2 separate regions of the Gasterosteus aculeatus genome follow, and region 2 is linked to region 1. A link is a contact called in public Hi-C data. All regions are on one chromosome and are shown on one strand. Each heading gives the region's core, a stretch centred on a gene start, on an enhancer-like site or on the middle of the called end of the contact. The rest is flanking DNA. Distances are from core to core; before and after follow the strand shown.

Region 1 (4,590 bases), core at 1,501-4,000:
GTAGTCGAGTCCAGTGGATCCCGACCAAGCGGTCAAGTCAAAGTGAGTGAGAGGCTGGAATACGTGCGTGCGTCATTTCTCATGAATCGCTCGTGCTTACTGTATGTACTCATTTAGAATCTAAAAACAAAAATGTAATGGTACTGCCGCAATCCACCAAACTACTGTACAGACCAGGGAATCATTTATGTTAGTATGTTAGTACAGTGAAGAAAGAAAAACAAAAGATGGCTATGAAATGAGGTTCCATGTTGTGAAAACCTTGATTCTAACTTTTAGAAAAGGCGCAACAGTACAGTAAAATGTACTTAGCGTATTGGAAGTAAAAGTACCATAAATCTCGTACCAATTGACCAACAAATATAACACCAGATTAATGCTGCAGCAGTTCACGGTTGGGCAGTTCAGTAGATTACCTCTCTGTGGCTCATGAGATGATTAATTGTTGAGGACTCTGCTACACCAATCAGGGCTCATCTCAGGAACTTGTTCTGCATTGCATTTACAGAAAAAATGAATCATTGTACATATTTGGTTCGCAAACATTTATTTAAATCAAACCAAAAAAGAGAAATCCCTTCTTGATAAAAAGTATTTACGGCTACTCAAGTAAATGTATTTACTTTCCACCACTGGTCATTCATTTTATTATTCCAAACTGGGCACACAACTCTATCCCCTTATGCACTCCCACAAGACATTAAGAACAGATGTATGACATCTAAAAGTGATTCATCGTTTCCCATAATCCATTGGGCTTCGGGCTGTGTTACAATGTCAGTGTGGGAAAGCTTTTGGGGGATTTGCAGTGCAGACACATCAAAGCAAAACGCGCAATCTCCACGCCCCATTTACGAGAAACTTTATCCACGACGGTCCACTTCACAAGAGGATGCTCCACTTACATCGCAAGGATGAGAGTCAGCTGCACGGAGATTAAATGCAACATGTGGCCGTCTCCTTTAACGAAGTGAAAAACAAGAATCTGAGCCTCCACCGTTTAAGAGTCAAGCGCGTAGTTTGAAGTTCATAACCTCTCCTTGCAGGTTGTGTTGCTCTTCAGCTTTGCATTAAGCCTCTCAGGTAGGTCTTAAGTTGAGAAATCAAGTGGGGCGGGGGATTTGAGGGATCAAGGACTTGCAACATTTGAGGCAAAGGCAATACTCATTGCCACTCCAAAAAGCTGGGGAGGTTCTTCAAAGCGTGCTTAATTACCTACGGAGCTTCATTTATAAACCACAAGGCTTTTACTGGAAATCAGAGGAGCTAATAAGTTGCCGGCCCATTCTAGGTCATCAACACAAGCAGCAAAAAAACAAGGAGGCCAAGTTTATTTTTTAAATCCCATTTTCTTGTTAGTTTGTGACTTAAACTCGGCTCTTTGGTTTATCCACTGCTGTTTTGTATCATTATCTGTGTCAAGTGGAGTAATTATCTAACAAATGTATAAAAGCTGCTCTCTAATTAAATGCCATGGGCTGTGAGAGATGGAGATAAATTATTTATGCTGCTTTGATGAGAGCTAGCTAGCTCGAAGGAGTAAGCAGTCAGTCGCTTTTAGAACCGGAATAACCAAAAACTTTTCTAGGAGGGTGTTTGGGGAGAAAAAGAAGAGTGAACGTTTGCCTCCAGGTTTGAGGTGCGTCGGTTTCTGCAAAGATGTAATTAACTCATGAGGAGAGGATATTTTCATACTGGTATTTACAAGGCAGGAAGAGGGGAGCCACTTAAGAGTGATGGTTTAACAAGGTATTTAAGCAGAAAAACATTGTTTTCAAAGTGACGAATTTAAAAATGTTTTTCCCCTAGTAAAACAAATAATAAAGCTGTAGTAATGTGGCACTCACTGAGGAGAATTAACTAAATGAGAAGGGAGCAAGACAAAGTCAGATAAGAATTTCTTATTATTCCAATAAAAAATACATTCATACAGAAATATAACAATTCTGCAAAACAATTTCAAATAAAAATTTCATAAAGCATAAACATAACAATTTTACAAAAGTTTTTTTTTTTTCTACAAAGATTCAGTTGAGAACAAAGAGCTGTAAGAGAGAGAGAGACGGAATATGTTAGGGTAGTGTGGGATGAAAGCGTTGATGAAAGATGCGAGCAAACACGGGCTTAATCAAGGCTCAATTACCACCAGAACAGTATTGGCTGCCGCCCCCCCCGTCAAATGGATGTTCCTCCCCCCTGCCACAAAAGGCGCTGCCAACCCTCACAAATGAATTGCGGACAGCAACTACAAGTTTGGGCTCACCCGCCTGATGTGAAATATTTAAGAATGCGGCGTTGCAGCAAGGCACGCTGGTCCGGAGCAAGTGAATGCATGTGACCCCATGCATCCATCTTTGAGGGGAATATTGTCATGGGCTTCTTTTGGGGGTCAAATCTCAATTTGATCTGCTCCCGAGAGCATTCACCCCCCGCCATGGTTTCCATAATACTGTTGCACTACGGCTAAAGCAACGCTCCCCAGACGGGGTCAATAACCAACCTGCACAGTCAGCAGTCTGTGACAGATTCCATGCCAACAAAGCCTTTAGCAATTCATTACCCAGAGGCAGTACAAGGCGAGGCCGGTCCGACTGCAGCCTGTTCATTACAATAAATCTTTAGAGTTTTTCCTCAGTCCCACTTGCAGGGACAAGGGGGGGGCGGACGCAGCACCGGGGAGCAGTCCTGTATCAACTACACAAATAAAAGATAAAACTATTTTTGTTGGCAGAGTGTGGTTTGTTTGTACTTCAGAGTGTGATGAACTCAAGTACATACTACACAGTAGTATTGACAATGAAAACCCCTTTAATAAGTGAATATAAGTGCCCTAAACTTTTTTGTTCCGACGGACTAAACTAGTGCTGAAAATACCCCCCCCTCCACAACAGACAGAATTAAAACACAAAGAGCTACGAGTTAACGTGTAACGGAGCCTTGATCTAGCTTTTTAAATCACCCACACAACAGATGCGACTTCCCCTGGGAGGGAAAACAAAAAAACAAAAACAACCCACCGCTGCCACAGGGCTGAGTCACTTGCATAAGGCACCATTAAGGCCAACAGTGCATTATTAGATAGAAAAGAAAATACAAAAAAAAGTCACACCTCAAGGCAATGGATGAGTGATGAGTGAGGAAGCAGTGGGGGGAAATCTCCAGCCAGATGAAAATAAACAGAATGAAGTTGTGAAGAAAAGAGGAAATCAAGGCATTATGTACAATATTGTAACATTTAACCGTCTGCACTTTAGCTGCACTTTTATTGACTATTTGCAGTCCTGATTACAGTGGAAACATGAAATGAACAAACCCTAGAACCATGCAACACCTGTCTATGATACTGAAGTTATAGTATAGTTGTGTTATACCTGTTATAAGCACAAGGCTTTTACAATTGGACTACAAATGAGCTTTGTAGCTTGTAAAAAATAAAAAAATAAAATAAACCAGGCTACATAACACATTGCACATTTAGTAGCTGCACCAAAAAACACCAAAAAAAAGCTTCTGTCATACAGTGACCGGGGGAGGGGGGAGGTTGCGGCCCCAGGGTCACTGACCAGAAGGGTGACAGGTCCACCTTCTCTCAGGTCAAACCCAACCCAAAACCCTCCCCCCCCGTAGTCTGGGTGCCAGACAGACAGGCAGGCAGGATTCTCCTTCCTGCCCCGTCCTCCCGCTGCCACCGGGGAAACACGAATGGAATGTTTCCCCTCCAGAAACACATTCAGTCCACAGCAACATCGGTACCAGCCCCGCACCTTCCATCCTCCGTCGACCCCACCTCGCCTCCTGTCCTCCCGGGGGAGGGGGCCGGTCAGCCAGTCTCAGACATTCACAGTGCACACATGCTTACCTCAGACAATTTTTGTAAAGTACCAGTGTATCTTCTGTCCAGGAATGAGCCTCCAAAACATCATGCACCACACATACAAATCATTCGCTCTCTTTGTCATCTTTTTTTTTGTCTTTGTCTTTTTTTATGTGTGTGAGTAAGTCCTTCTCAAGCAAAAAGATTTCTTTATACCGCCCCCACCCCCTTGTCCTCGTCCGTGAATTTGTCCATTCTTGTCGCAGTAGACAACCTTCAGAGCACCTTTTCTCCAAAATGAGGTCCCGGAGGCACTGGGTTTCAGTATGGTGCAAAACGGCATGCTTTGGCTGGAAACACTCCCCGCCACTCTGCTCAGGGACAGTTCCACCAAGAGACTGGTCGGGAGACGGCGGGTTCCCCCCCCACCTCTCTCTTTCTCTCCTTTTTACAACAACTTTGCCCCCCCGTCGCTGTTGGTTGGAGCTCGCCCCCACTCTAGACGTGCCTCTTCATGTGAAGGGCCAGATGGTCAGACCTGGAGAAACATCTGGAGACAGGAGGGAGGAGTCAGTAACGAGGCAAAAATGGACCGTTTCAGGGAATCAAAAGTGAGACGTTTTTTCTGTCTGTGACAATCAGGAGATAAGAAGTCGAGGCCAAAGATTACGTTACGGCAACAACTGAACCATCACACTCCACAGACAAAAACAAGTGACTGTAGCAATCTGTGAATTCCATCATTGAAACGCGTGCATCACTATCCGGATGATGAG
Region 2 (4,590 bases), core at 527-3,026, 60 kb before region 1:
TGTCTTGCTGTGAGTCTTGTGTGTCCTTGTCGCCCTGGATGTTTAGTGTCACCGCCGTATTAAAATTGCACTTTCTCTGTTTCTGGTTGGGTAGGCAGGGTCTGAGGCCAGAGCTGCACAAGAATGGAAAATACACTGTATCGTGTGTGTGTGTGTGTCTGCCTGCCTGCCTAGACCCAGTGTGAGGTTCAGCATATTTATGTGAGACTGATAGAGTTCTTCTGCTGCAAGAGGACTGCGTGCTGCTTTACTAAACTAATAATTGTCTTTTTAACATTGTTTATTTTTCTCGTCAACATGGATGCTTGTTTGTAGGCAGTGCTGTGCTGGGTAGCTGTCACATATAAGTTAGATGTGTAAGACTAATGTTTCCCACGGAATAAAAATCAGACTTGAGAACTATAACCTATTGGTGTCACGTTTTTTTTATTTAACCACTCGATTTCTCATTTCATTTGCCTTAAAGAAGCTCCCCCCTCCTGATTCTATATGGCGTATAAAGTTGTATATTGATAATTTAATTTGTTCGGGAAAAACCAAAGCAAATCCGCACAAATGTGTCTTGCGAAGTTTTCCACAGTTGAGAGTTCTAATGCCCAGTTTTCTTTTGTGTGTTGAGCCTGGAGCGAGGAACAACCAATAAACCCTGATCAGAGACCCGCTGCTGATGTCGGGCTCTTTAATGTGAGCAGGCAGCTGACCCCGCAGGGCTCGCAGGACGTCAGCACAAGAATCTTGAACTAGATTCCCCTTGTGATGGGAAGCCAGAGTGCGGAAATCAAAACGTCCGACGCATGAGGACGACTTTGTCCAGAGCTCGGCTGCAGCGGCACTTGTAGGCGGTTTAGGGGAGACTCACTGAGGCAGGTTAAAGGAGAACTGCATTGGTAGAGACGGGAGGAGACCAACTCATGAAAGATCCTTTCCATGAGCATGAAGATGGTGTTAACACTCAATATATAAAGCATATCACAAGCCCAAGATTTCATGGCTGCACCAGCAGCAGATTAGTGCTTACGGAATGAGTTAGAGCACCGGCTCTGGGGCCTCAGGGGGCCACTGGAGCAGAGCCTCTGTTTGACGTTTAGACAGCTGAAGACAAAGTGACCCAGAGACACAAAAGCGCAGCACTGTGATCTTTGGTTTCCTTTTGAACAACGACAGTCCGACCGTGTTCGTGGGCTCATGAAGAAATGCTTCTTTAATGATCTGTTGCCATTCAGTTGGTTTATGCTAGAACACCGGTGGAGAAATACATGGCGCGCCAATGAAAGCAAAACACACCAGATTTGTATAGTAACATCTTAGATTAAAAAAAAAAAAGTAGTTCAGATCCTTTAGACTTGTGTTCGCCTTTTCCAGTCAATGTAAATATGTGTGCATATATGGGTAAAATGTAGAAGCATCTCTTAAAAAGCTTCCCAGACTCACAGCCAGCAGGTGGCGGCCGCGCGCTGCGTGTGCGCCCGGAGCCCGGGTTCACCGGGTGCATGACGACACGGATTCCCTCCATCAGTCGCCGTCCACTCCTGCGCGGCACAACTCTGCACAGAGCAGATTAGGCGCGTGAGGCCTTGTGTGAGCCGTGCGTGTGTCTGTAGCCGTAATTAGGAATTTATCTTATCATTTGAAAGCAAATTCCGATTTCCCATGGGTGTATTAATTGTGTATACATGTAATTGGGGCTGCTTTTTCCTGCATAAATGCACCTTCCTTTTTTTCTTTTTTTTCTTCTCTGTCTCAACTAGTAATTACATGCATATATGGCCTTGCCGAGGCCATCGCTTAGCGACAGCACGGTGACGTCGAATGTAATTTGAAGCTAAAGCTACCTGAATCACCTTTACTCCCCACGGACCCCCCTGGAATAATTATTGTCCTCGACTTGTACCGGGGCGTTTAATTCAGCCTCACACCCTGGGCACAAAAAGAGGCCCCCCGTCCCTGTAATTTGCTCGGACCCCGATGGGCACATGATTCATTGTGGAGGCATTTTCCTCCGTTGCTGGCTAACGTTACTTCTGAGCATGAAATTAGCAAATTCAATAATTTGGGTTGATTTAAGAATGCGAGAGGGGACCGCGGGGCCACGTGCCCATAGGTAATCAATACTAATTACCATTTCACCCCCCCCCCCCTCTATTTATCCTCCAGAATCACGTGTGGATCTCATCTCATTGGATTGATTAAAGGTTGCAAATGAAGGGTCCTCACTCCCCTATTCTCATCAAAGGCCAAGCACACTCTCGCCAACTTTGTCTTCATTTAATTCTACGTTGTCTTCAGACAAGGCCCCCAATTATAAGCTCGCAGTGAATCTCCATGATGGCTGGCGCACATTGACCTTTTTTCAGATTAAAAGCACATTGTCCTCTCATGGAGTCCCATAGTGTCCAATTTCCCGTCTAATGGACCACAATGGTTGGAATTGTTGCGCTGTAATAAAGAAGTGCAGCAGTGCTAAAATAAGATTACTATAAAGGTATTGTGATAACAACAGCGACGAGAGCCAATAGATGCTGGCTGGCTGAGATTGGAAAAGCAATATTTTTTTATTTATTTTCAAATGAATCACACACATGACATTCACAATGAATATTTATGAATAAATAAATCCATGCAAAAACAAATGAACACATAATACATTCCAGGGGAGAGATGAAAAAGCGCAGAGCAGCAGAAGATATAGATTTCAGATACTGCAGTCCCTGCTGGCGGAAAACGTATACTTTGCAGGAGCTGGTTCCCAAATAAACGAGTGAGTCACATGACCTGTTTCCAGACATTGGACAAGGGATTTGATCCACTTCTCACACACACACACACACACACACAAACACGCACACACAAGAGAAGCTCTGGCTTAAAACAAGCCCAGCGAGTCGCACTCCAATTTGGACTTCCCACAATGCAGCAGGCGAACAAGCGTTATCCTCACACAATTAAGACACCCATGGAGGCTTGGAACGCTCTCAATTCCATTAGCCTCTGTGCTGTTTTCATCTGTCCACTGAGCCCGAACTTACTTATTGGTACAAGTCTGCCGTATTTTGTTGGGGAAGCGATTAGCAGAATCTACATGAAAAGGCAATTCCCCCCCACGTCTTTTCTATCCCCACTGTCACACTTCATTGGGATCAGACAGATCTAAAGAATGGCCTTTGTTCACTAATGAAATTGTCTATGCGTCATTTCCAACGTTAACCTTTGGACGGAAGCCACTTTTGTATTTATCTACTGGTTTCTGCGTTGGCTAAACCCCCCTCCCCAGTTTTCACCAAAGGCCGTGGGCATTGGCTGGCAGTCGGCTTAGAGACCGCAGCTCCACTTTGATGTATTGGAGTTAATATCTTCCTGACATTTCTCAGGACAGATTTTCGTCACTGGATTCATCTGTACTTTTGGGGCTACGTGATGAATGAGTCGGGACATTCATTTTCCTCCCCTCGTCTCCCTCTTCTGCCGAGTAAGGATGTGTGCGTGTAAATATGTATCTACTGGTGAGATGCAGGCGCGTGAATCTCTTCATGAGGTTGGTCCTGCATGACTGTGTGTGTGTGTTCCTTTCGGGAGTCTGAGGCGAGCGTATACTTGTGACATGAAATAGATGGCGAAATGAATGGAACTGACACTAATTTGACAGAGCGCTCACTAACATGCAAAGTCACTCGCACTTCATAATAATATTAACTGTGCATTAACATGCAGGGCTGTCTGTTCCTCCAGATGCCGGGCCGGGCCCGTTGTAGACGGCTTTGAATAGGGGGGTGTCATTGTTTTTAGGGCTGTATGTACAGGTGGGCTGTGTACAGTAATCCAGTGTCTCTCCACAATATATGGAGCAGCCACCCATTGGAAAGCACACAGCTGTAAATAGAATAGAATCAGAATTTTGGTTGACTTTTCTACACTATTGAAGTAATCCGTACATGTACTCCGTACATGCTTCTCCCAATCACTGGTTTTGGCTCTAAAACAGCAGCGGCAATCACAGTCAGCAGTGGTTGACTGTGGGCCACTGGTGGAAAAAAGGGAAAATGCATGCAGTTGAAGAGCAGAAGGTTTTCTATATCGTAAGGGAGCCTATATGGCACTAAATTGTGTTTTCTCCATAAAAGGGAACCCTTCAGTGGACTGTATTTCGTTTTCTCGACTGCCAAAGCAACGTAGAGGGCAGTTCATTATGTTTTCTCCATTGGAAGGGCACCCTAGGAGGCACTTTATCCTATTTTCTTGTCTGGACGGAGATTCAAAAAGCAAGTTTACAAGTTTTCTCAACTGGAAGACCATCAAAGAAGCCCCTTCATCATGTTTCTCAAATCTAAGGGAGCCCTAGAGGGCTTTCATGATTATCCACTTAAAGGCGTCTGAGACGCAACTTCGTCTTGTTATTCCGTTGGAGGGTTGGCCTGGAGGGCGCCGTAATCATGTTTTCTGTGCCCAGTGGGCATCCAAGGACACCAGTGATGTCACAACCAAAGTCAAAGAAAGGGGAAATGGTTGCACTGGCCGCGGAGCTGAGAGTGTTACACGTCTCTCGGAGTGCGTGTACACTCCCATCAAAAGAAGACACAGAACCTCAAAATACCA

What was found. Hi-C and Micro-C count contacts between places; a contact is called where the count stands out from the background.
Region 2: a contact with region 1 is called in a Hi-C map of skeletal muscle, with 3 times the contacts expected there. The contact joins two enhancer-like sites. A contact is called at or near these places in 3 of 6 Hi-C or Micro-C datasets (skeletal muscle and tail fin).

The regions. Positions count from the first base shown.
Region 1 is chr21:9,418,346-9,422,935 of fGasAcu3.hap1.1, reverse strand. It overlaps klf6a (Kruppel like factor 6a), which reads right to left. Exons shown (of 4, transcript XM_040167137.2): 4 at 1,887-4,364. The coding sequence ends at 4,313. Among protein-coding and RNA genes, the nearest start is that of klf6a, 5.8 kb to the right of the region's middle. Within about 2 kb of position 2,750, at least 1 of the 9 cell types and tissues checked has open chromatin away from gene starts, as enhancers often do.
Region 2 is chr21:9,477,202-9,481,791 of fGasAcu3.hap1.1, reverse strand. pfkpa (phosphofructokinase, platelet a) reads left to right here. Exons shown (of 22, transcript XR_013453975.1): 22 at 1-405. Among protein-coding and RNA genes, the nearest start is that of pfkpa, 18 kb to the left of the region's middle. Within about 2 kb of position 1,776, at least 3 of the 9 cell types and tissues checked have open chromatin away from gene starts, as enhancers often do.